2 separate regions of the Mus musculus genome follow, and region 2 is linked to region 1. The links are chromatin contacts, called in public Micro-C maps. All regions are on one chromosome and are shown on one strand. The core of a region is the stretch at or near the end of the contact, and the rest is flanking DNA. Distances in the headings are between cores, read along the strand shown. Region 1 holds the start of Dock8 (dedicator of cytokinesis 8). Region 2 holds the start of Dmrt2 (doublesex and mab-3 related transcription factor 2).

Region 1 (5,070 bases), core at 858-3,357:
AATGGCCTCTGCCTGGAAAAATAGTCCAACTTCAGCTGCCCTTGGTACTTTGTCTTCGTAGGTTCTGAAGTATCATCTCAGATTTGATGATATTAGAGATGGCATTGACCACGACGAAGCTAGCGGTACTGATGTGTCAGCTAGCAGCTATTTAACATTCATTCTGAGCCAGGCATCATAAGCACGCTGTCTCTACTCTACTCAGTCCTCCTAACAGTCAGAAGAGGGAAAAACTAGGGTTCGGATACTAGTTATTCCCACTGACACAAAAGCCGGTACACAGTTGCAACCCTGGCAATCAGAAAGTTGAAGCAGGTCAAGTGCTCGGAGTTCAAGGCCAGTTTGTGAAACAAAGTGAGAGACCTTGGAGAGACAGAAAGAAGGGGAGGAGGGAGGAGACCAAACATGAGAAAAATATAAAATGTGTATGCCCAATGGGATATACTTAGTTTGCAGCAAAACTTTGTAAGGAAATTTGAATGTAGCCTGGCTCTTGGTTTTCCTAACACTGTTTTGCTTGGGTGGTTGCTTCTGTTTTGTTTCCTTGTTGCAAGGTCTCTGTATGCAGCCTAGACTGGCATCCAGCTTGTGATTGTCTTGTCTCAGCCTCCTGAGGGCTGGGATGATGGGTAAGTCCACCACTTCTGGCTAAGGACTTTAATCCTCCACCCTTGGGTTATACCAACCCCGAAGCTCCTTGCAAGAGCGTCTCCAGGCTTGCATTAGGTCCCAGACAGTCACTTCAGATCAGTCTCACCCCTCCTGAATCCCTAACAGCTTCCTGCCCTTGTTCCTTGTTTCCTGGCTTTTTTTCTTTCTCATGACAGGGACAAAGAGAGGAGAAGCGGGGAAGGCAATGATGACAGCCATCAAAACTTCCTATGCCCCTACGGCCCCACTGCAGCCAGGACAGCCTGATGAGGGGAAAGGCTCCGATAGGAAGACTGAATTATGATATAGTTACCCTTTAGCATTTGTATACAGTCCACATTAATAATTAAACTAATTGGACAGATGAAATAGTGAAGGAAGTGAAAGGTCTTGCTCACAACTGCACAGGGAAACTCCACTGGCCCTCTGTGGTCCTTACCGCTCACTATTCAAGGATGGTGATTCCTAGTGACTCCAGCTTCACTCACTAGCAGCCCAAAGATGAATTACTGTGGGCCAGCGTCCCACATGCAAAAACAAACAAACAAGAACAAGAAAAAAACACCAACCCTGGAAGTCCTCCAGAGCGCTGCCCTTCCACATTATCTTTTAGCCAGGCAGTCTAGATTTCCCAGGTCAAGGCAAAAATGCCCCCTTGAATACTTGTCAGCAGTTTTCAGTGGAGGAAACGCCGCCGCTTGAGTCTACCGAGAACTTTATGAGTAGTCAACTCACAGAGATGTGGCGTGTGCAGCTCTGTTTATAAATTGGAAATCCCTGTGTTCTTCACTTTTCTAGAGTGCTAGAAATCTTTAAACGTCAGCTACAGCTCATTCCCTTTCGCTTATTTAAAGGAGGAATTTTTTTAAAATCATTTTTTCCACTTCATGGTTGGCTCCTTTTGGACCAAGGTATAAAAATAGCGCTGCCATCCAAAGCCAAGATGTTTTTTGGAAAGAGGGGGTTGAAAGAGCCCTAACCCTGGACCACGGACCGATCTGCTTCAAAGCAGGGCTGATTTTCAGCCACTTAGCTTCTTTCCGCTGTCTCCCGACTGGAAGGAAGGCGCAATTTGTTAAGCCAAGTTCGGGCGCGCGACCCCGCGCTCCGGGTCGGGCCACCTGTCTCAGAACAGCGAGGGCGGCGGGAGCCACGCCGGGTTGGGGAGGTGGCGCAAGACGCTGGTCCGGACAGCAGCGCGGGTGACAAGAGGACGAGAATGAGTCGCCACGGGGACCGGCGCGCCCCGCCGCGGACTGGCCAGGAACCGCGCCGTCTTACCTGTTGATCTTGAGCGCGAAGGCGCGGCGCTCGGCGCTCGGCAGCGTGGCCATGGCGCGCGCGCGCGGTTCCACGGCTTCGGGGCTCGCGGGGCTGCGGGGGGACGGGACCCGAACGCACAGCCGCTGCAGAGCCCGGCGCGCCCGGCGCCAGCCTCATCTGTCAGCCGCGCCGCGGAAACTTCCGCATTTCCACCTTGGCCGCGCAGCTCCCGGGGGGAGGGCTCTGCTCCCTCCGCCGCCCGCGGCGCCGCCCGGCCTGGCACGCACCGAGCGCTTGGCGAGGGCGTGGACGCCGCGCCGAGCCGCGCTCCGGATACTCAGAGTCGCCGGCCGCAGGCGCGCGTTTCCCCCGCCGCTGACCCGGGACCGACGGGCACGGTGGCTGCGGAGCGCGGACCGCGAGAGCTGGCCGGAAACGCCGGCGGCCGGAGCCGGAGGGCGACTGGGGCAGTGAGCGCTGGATCCAGAAGCAGCCAGCGGGGTCTGGAGGGGCCACCCGGTGGATTGACGCCATTCCTGGGAACATTTCTTTTTAAGGCAGCCTCTTAGGACATCAGTCGACTTTTTCCCAGCCGAAGGCGCACTGTCATTCATGGGACACTTTATTATAATGGCTGCATCCCACGAGTAAATATTAGGAGCTATATGACTTTTCATTTTAGAACCTGAGGGAATACACAGCATTGAGATTGACCGGTATCTCAACAGAGTTCTGTTTTACATGGAGAAACCTGACCAGACCACAAAGGAGAAATCTGGAGAAATAAAAATAAAAATAATCCCCAAAGGATGAGCGTGGAAAAGACTGTGCCTATTTCAAGTAATATATTTGGTCCAAGTTGTGTTGTATGAACTCCGTGTGTTTCCACTTGTCAACTTGCCTTCGGAAACACGAAAGGGCTATATTTTTGGCTCAAAGCTGCAGAGTCTAGATATGGAAGCCACAAGCCACATGTGGCCGTTGGCCACTTGAATTTTTGGTTAGTCTAAAGTGAGATGGGTTGGAAAATAAATACACACTGGGTTTCCAAGACAGTACAGAAAAAAAATAAGGCAAAATGTCTTAATTTTTGTATTGATTGCATGTTAAAAACAATCCTTTGGAAGCTGTTAAGTTAAGAAACATATTATTAAAGATAATTTCACCTGTTTGTTTTTCCCTGTATTAAAATGTGGCTCCCATTAAGAAGATGTAAAAATTACTTCCTTAGCTCACATTTGCTGGCACATTGAGTTCTTACTGAACAACACTGGTCCACTACAACTTAATTTGTAACCTAATACTAAAATACTGGCCGACCATATGCTATTTATTCTTGGCAGCCTTCTTCCTCTGCTTCTGGGTAGGTAGTTGAGCAAACCTTCAGAGCTGGTTAGGTAACTCTCCCCCTCCCTCATACCAATGCCTTTAAACATAAAAGACAATGTGTACAACATAACAATACAGAGACTCTAAGTACAGACCGACAGAAAACACGACTTTAATAAACGAGGCCAACTATTCCTTGTAATCCAAACCTGTAATCTCCACTACTCAGAAAGCTGAGGCAAGAAAGAGGATCACAAATTCAAGGTCTGCCTGTGCTACAAAGCAACTGCAAGGCCTAACATTCTCAAGGGCCTGGATTCATTCCCAGGGTCAATTTTCTAGAAGGCTTAAAAATATATATCTGTTGTTTCTAACTTCCAAAGGTCTCCTAAAGATATTTACTACAATGGGATTTATGGGGAAATACTTGGATAGAAAAATATTAAAAGAATAATTGTGTGTGTGTGTGTATCTTCATTCTGTGAACAATAAGTAACCCATTGAAACATTTTTACCAGAGCCTTTAGTCCACGTACAGGTGGGCTTGTCTTGGGTTTCTAAATGTTCATGGCATGCACTTTCATACAAATCAAAAATATACTTGGTTCCACATAAACCCAAGTAAAATGTAATGAGGTTATCTTAAATGGCTCAGATATTTCCATTAGGGAAACTTTTTTGAGCCGGTCAGGAGTATATCATGGCACCTCACACCTTGCCTCACATTATACTATATTCAATGTATAATATCTGACTGTGGAGCTGAGCTTAATCTAATTACCGTTATCCATGTTGTCATTTTATGCTTAGAAATACCTTCACATTCCCTTAACAGTCACTGAGATCATCAAGAATGTTATCTATGGAGCTAGCCATAGCTTTATCTGCTCTCTAACGAATTCACGGTTCACCAGCAAACCTCAGGAGTGGCCATCCTAACGTCTCCTCTCTGCATGTTCACTGTCTCTGCAGTTCCCTATACTCGAGCTTCTCTCTTTATTCCTCCAGGCAGAGCTAACTGCAAGGCTTCCCTTCCTCATTTGCTGGCCTCTCTGGCCCTTCCTCCTTCTCTTTAGCCTTGTGTCATTCAACTTTGTTTCCCTTTTCACAAAACCTTGCTCTTGACTTCTGCAACCAGCCATCCCTGCATCAATTATCTTAACTTCTCATTTAGGTTTCCCCAAACTTTATTTTTCTGTAAATTGCGTCTCTCTTGTATTATTTAACACACAACTAAATGACACCCGAACTGGGCACTGTTTCGAGCCCCTTTACAATTAACCAGTTACCTAATTCATAATAACCACTAAGTAATGCCATTGTCTCTACCCTACAACAGAGGAAACCGAGGAGCTGATGGATTACAATGACTTGGCCCAGATCACAGAGCAGTGAGTGCAGGGCCATTTCCTATCCCAAAGCTCTGCCTGTCACCTAGACACTTCCGTTTAAACATCTTCTAGCTCCATAGAGCTAATGGCTCTCCCTCTTACGATCACTCACAGCTGTTGTTGGCAATGCCTCCCTATTCCTCGGATTTAAACTTTGGACTTACTGAGTAAGTTAAAAGCCTCAAGTCCCGGCTATGGCTTCTGCTTTGAGTTGACTATGATCCCAATGACCACCACCTTTGAATCAGAATCCTTCACCTTGGATGACCTTCACCTACATGCTGCTGTCTGGACTAAAGAAAGTGTCAGCTGTAGCTTCCCCCTCACCTTTACCTTTCAGCTCTAACCACCTTCCGGGGGCGGTCACACATTCTGTATAAAGTATCACTTCTTCATAAACATACCAGTGTTCGTACGGATTCCATCCTGGCTCATG
Region 2 (5,070 bases), core at 1,611-4,110, 670 kb before region 1:
TGAGGCAGAACTTGATGCCCATTAGGCAGAATATTAACTGCCTCTGAGGACCAAAAAAAAAAAAAAAAAAAAAAAAAAATACAGGGTGGTTTCTCCCCTAGGTGGAGTAGACACTATGGGGTGCCAGAGTTTGAGGGGGGTCTTCTGTATTTATCTAGTTCTCTGGAGGAGGTGGTATACGTGAAGGCAGAAAAAAAAACTCTTAAGGGACACCAGCCTGGGAGTCCTCTGGTCACTGCCAGGTTACTCCCAACTAGCCCATCTAGGAAAGAGGTTGAACCCAGAGCCAGGGCCATCTGAGGTTCCCCAAGCCCGTCTGGTGAGTTTGAGCAGGTTCCCTTTGGAGTCACCCACTATATTCGGTGACCTAACTACCTCCCAGCACCTATCTGCAGGGGAAGTCAAATCGAAAGTTTTCCCGGGGAACCCGGGTAGAAGATCAATTGCAGAGCACTTGCCTAAAGGCCACCTCGGCCAGGGAAAACAATCAAACAATCACAGGAATAACGATAACAAAGAATTCAACATTTTGCCTAACCTCAGGTCTGAGAGGAGATTCTGTGAAACCTGCATCACTTCCCCCAAAGCAACAAGAGGAAGTATAAACTCCAGGGTTCAAAAGTCTCTCTAGGAGAAATCCTGACTTCTCACAACAGAACCGCACCGCACCGCACCGCACCGCACCGCACCGCACCGCACCGCACCGCACCGCACCGCACCGCACCGCACCGCACCGCACCGCACCGCACCGCACCGTGGGGACTGCTAAGACCTCTAAGCATTCTCTGGCAGGTCACATAGTCAATAGCCTTGGACTGAGGGGCCCTTAACTCCGCTGTCATATTGGTCTCATCCGGAAAATGGGCATCAAGTTCTGCCTAAGTATCAAGGTGGGGCGACACACAGTGACAGCACCGCGTGCTGCTTCATCCTGACTGGACATCAACCGCTCTGTCAACCACCTTCCTCCCTCCCCAACCACCTGCAAAACTAAACCCGAAAATATTTATTTTTATTGACTTTTCCGCGATGTCCCAAATGGACCTAATTCCTTTGCCTCTCAATGCTTTTTGAATAGGAGACTTTTTCAGCACTTTCTGCATCGAAGGCCACGGCTTTCCCTCCGGAACCCCGCAGGCTAGCGAGACAGTGTCTGAACCTCTCCTGCCAGGCGATCTGAGATCGAGGGTCACTGGGTTGTGTGAGTGGAAGCCCAGCTCCTTGCTGTAAGGGACTCCCTCATCCTGCCTGGGCGCGCACCCTGGAGACCTATCCCCAGCCTGTCGGCACCCACCTCTGTGGCCTGCTGCCTCCGGAGCGCCACCTGGGCGGCCATGACACGCTGGCGCTCCACCACCAGCAGGCAGTTGGCGCACTGGCAGTCCCGCCAGCGACAGAATCGCTTGTGGCCCTTGAGACAGGATACCACGCCGTGGTTGCGGCAGCGTGCGCACTTGGGTGTGCGGCTCAGTTTGCGCGGCTCTGCGCCGCCACCGGCGGTGGCACCGCGCTCAGGGGCGGCGGCGGCGGCTGGCAGCGCCTGAGCAGCAGGCGGTGGCCTGGGTGCCAGTCCCCCGGGCTGCTCTGGCCGGCCTGGCACCTCCGAGGACACGCCGGGCTCCTCGCCGTCACCCTCGTCCTCCACATCTTCATCCTCCTCTTCTTCGTCCTCGTCCTCCTCCCCATCGGCCGCCGCCGGACTGGGTTCCTGCGGCGGCGTGGCCCGCAGTGGAGTCCCACAGCTATCTTCCTCCAGGTCTAGGCTTTCCACGTCGATCTCCCAGTCCCCGACTCCCGGGACTGCCTGCCCTTCCGTCATGACACTAGACTGTCGTTCGGCTCGGTTGCCCGCGCGCTAGGGAGACAGAAAAAGGCCTAAAGACCCGTCGCAATTAGGGACCCTCTCTGAGACTCGGCCCAGAATTTCTGCAAGGCCAGCTTTCCCCCTTGAATTACTCAGTTTTCTTCTACAGGCCACACCCGAGATCCACAGTTCAACGAAGCTTGTATTTTACTAATTCTAAGTGGTCTGTGCACCTGACCTTTAACCTGAGTCCTGTCTGCCTTTCCAGACAAGTCACCCACTGACCTTACTAACTGGCCAGTTTAAGCCACTTGTCAGGCTTTTCCACAGCCAGTTAACATGGCCATGATAAATATAAAAATGTCGAAGGTACAACTATCTTTCCTTTTATTACAAGGGACCTTGAAACCTCGTTTTCCAAATGTCTCTCATTGACCTACACCACCACAAAGACTCTAGAGAGGTCTTCTCGTCCCTCCGGTTCCCCTAAACCGATGCTCTATATAGGACACACACAGGGAGTGGGGGACACAGCCATGAAGCTGAAGAAGCTGGTCTGGTATCAGTAGTGCTTGAGCCGCACAAGGTTGAGGGAACTTGATTTTCATCTTTAAGGCAAGACAACCAGAAACAGAAAGAAGCCGTAGTGAAGAGTCACGCCCCGTGCCCTCCCTGGCTCCCGAGCAGCGGCGACAACACAGCACTCACCAAGAACCAGGCTCAGGCTAGCAACCCAGTTAAAAGAGAGCCAGCTTCAGGATCTGTCCCCCGGAGCTGCAGGCAGTGGGAGCAAACAGAATTGGGTCTGAGAGCAGGAGGCGGGAGCCCACTGGATGGCGACCGGGGGACAGAGGCCGGAGGCGAGTCAAGGCCTCAGCAACCTCACCCCGTACATTCCAAATTCTGCAAAGTTCTGTTCGGTCCTCTGCACCCTGGATCGCCTCACTTCACTTCCCACTTCTGGTCCAAAGAGGACGGAAAAGGTCCGGCCCGGACCCAGGACTCCGCCTCAGGCGCACCCTGCTTGCTTTCGGCGCAGAGACACTCACTGCAGTCGGGGACCTGAGCTCCCCTTCCTAGTATTATCCACCACCCACCCCCACCCCGAGCTCTGCGTCCTCTGATTGGTTGGTTTTCAGGCGGTGTGCACGCCGATTGGCCGGAGCACTAGGGCTGAGCGCCCTCCTCCTCAGCCCAGTGGAAGCTTCCCTTTAGCGCTACTGCGCCGCCGGAGTCCACCCGCCAGCCTTCGCTGCAGCCGGGTCCCTGATCCAGAAGCTAAACCTAAAAATGTGGGCAGTGGTTGCGGCGGAGCAGTCGCCTTTTATCTCGCCGACTAGAGAACAAGCTGATTCTCGTACTCTTATACATCGCGTTGTTCTCGAGAAGGTAACTAAGGGGTAGAGATCAGAAAGGTTAGCGTTGATTTCTATCGATGATATCATAATCTCCGGTGTTTAACCATCGACCGGCAGTTGGGCCGAGAGAAGAGGCCACTCTAAAGTGGGCACTCTGGCATCCTTCTCTCCGCACGAACAAGTCCATGTTTATCTTGCTGGTCAGCGCCCAGATGTCTTACAAATATCTGTAGTTTGTGGATAACTCCGAGGTGCAAAGCAGTTCCTTACTTCCATAGAGCTTGCGAGGCAGGTGGCAGCAACGACTACAGCCCATCTACGGTTTCCTGTTATCAGTGGATAGCACAGTCCATTCTGGGAGCAAATAGAAATAAACCACGCCATTAGCAATTTTAGATACAAAAAAATATTCAATCTAAGCAAGCATTTATACAAAAACTTTTAAAACGTAGCAGCCTTTTAGCATGTGTGAATGAGTGATTATCAAGAAAACTAACTTTCTTCTCTCTCTCTCTCTCTCTTTCTCTCTCTCTCAAAATACCCTTCACAAAAATGTTTGAAACAAAGTCAAATTTCCCACGAATAATAGAGAAGTCCTTTAAGCAACGCGACAGTCTATTACCTTAAGCTAAATTTAAAAATCCCATCGATGCTTCTTTAAAGGGTTCTCCTTAAGATCCAGCCCTCCGCAGGAAGAGCGGGTTAGAAAACACATCAGAAAACAGGTTGTCGATTTCCTGGGCACGCGCTACAGTGGCGATGGATATCTGTTGATGGGAGAAAATTTCGGAGCTGATTCTTTTCCTCTAATCCGAACCTGTCAGAAAATTCCAAGTCAACCAAGCTCGCCTAAGTGAGAACAAAGACCAGCTGCCTGCCTGCCTGCCTCCCTGCCGGAAGCGCAGGTATTCTCAGGCCCTTGTGAGGTTGAACGCTTCCTAATATCCAGTTAATGTATAAAGATGACTTTCTATATGTTCCTGTAGATTTTTTTCTTTCAGTGTCTCTGGGGGCCTTGAGGGGCGACTTGTTAGCTTCAAGGCTCCCCACTGAGGCAGCGGGGGAACTAATCCTTGGTACCGGTTCCTCAGCACCCCCTAGTTTCCTCATTTGTGGTCTTCCTTATCTAACTTAACTCGCCTAATTTTTTTTCTAACCTGGGTGGGTGCGTTTAAGTTCTTGACTACAGTAGAAACGTGTTTTCTAACCTTCGTTTTCTCCAGTGATGAAAGTGAGGAGTCCTGAAATTCCCATTGTCCTTCGGGAAAGCTGGGGACCTGGTCAAGAACCTTGGACCAGGATAGCCCTCTGCCCTGAAGGGACAGAGTGAGGAGTCCTCGGCTCTCAGCCGGAAATGGTCGCAGCTGGTTTGCCACGGCCTCTTGGTTATTTGTTGTTCTTGTTGTGGTTGCTTTGTTTTTGTTTTCGTAGCTCCCTAGCTGTCTTGCAACCCTTCAGATGTTAGCACTTGGAGTTAGGGTTAGAGCCTCCATGACAGGATTAGGCACTGGTCTTTTGTGTGTTGTTTTGTTTTTGTCAAATCATGCTGAGTTTTCTTCCACGAGAGCAACACCGAGACACACACACACACACACACACACACACACACACACACAGGAGACAGTCTTCTACCTTTGCAAACAGGCAGTCTGTGCGCATCTGCCCTCCGATTGAAAATGAACTATAACTCCACCACTCTACCCTGCCAGATCATGTGGATAACGGGCTAGGTTTTTATTCATGGCTTGTATAGCCCCTAAGAAGATAGAAGATAATTAGCCCTTCGCAAGTAATTTTAAATATTAACAAAGTTGAGAAAATGGGTTCGCTTGCTACCAGATGGCAGAGAGTAGAGCCGGGAGGGGAGCTTGTGAGTAGCTGTTTCCTGAACTGAAAGTAAACAGGACT

Evidence for each region. A called contact is a pair of places that touch in the nucleus more often than the background predicts.
Region 2: a Micro-C map of embryonic stem cells shows a contact between it and region 1, with 4 times the contacts expected there. A contact is called at or near these places in 3 of 39 promoter capture datasets (embryonic stem cells, hippocampal neurons and stem cell-derived epiblast-like cells), 4 of 484 Hi-C or Micro-C datasets (Sertoli cells and embryonic stem cells), 1 of 130 datasets of targeted methods (embryonic forebrain) and 1 of 9 other capture datasets (embryonic stem cells).

What each region holds. Positions count from the first base shown.
Region 1 is chr19:24,996,566-25,001,635 of GRCm38.p6, reverse strand. Dock8 (dedicator of cytokinesis 8) reads right to left here and starts at 2,107. Exons shown (of 48, transcript NM_028785.3): 1 at 1,933-2,107. The coding sequence starts at 1,985.
Region 2 is chr19:25,670,201-25,675,270 of GRCm38.p6, reverse strand. It overlaps Dmrt2 (doublesex and mab-3 related transcription factor 2), which reads right to left and starts at 2,860. Exons shown (of 4, transcript NM_145831.3): 1 at 2,513-2,860; 2 at 1,295-1,855. The coding sequence starts at 1,819. 2610016A17Rik (RIKEN cDNA 2610016A17 gene) reads left to right here and starts at 3,032. Exons shown (of 2, transcript NR_045347.1): 1 at 3,032-3,193; 2 at 3,826-4,137.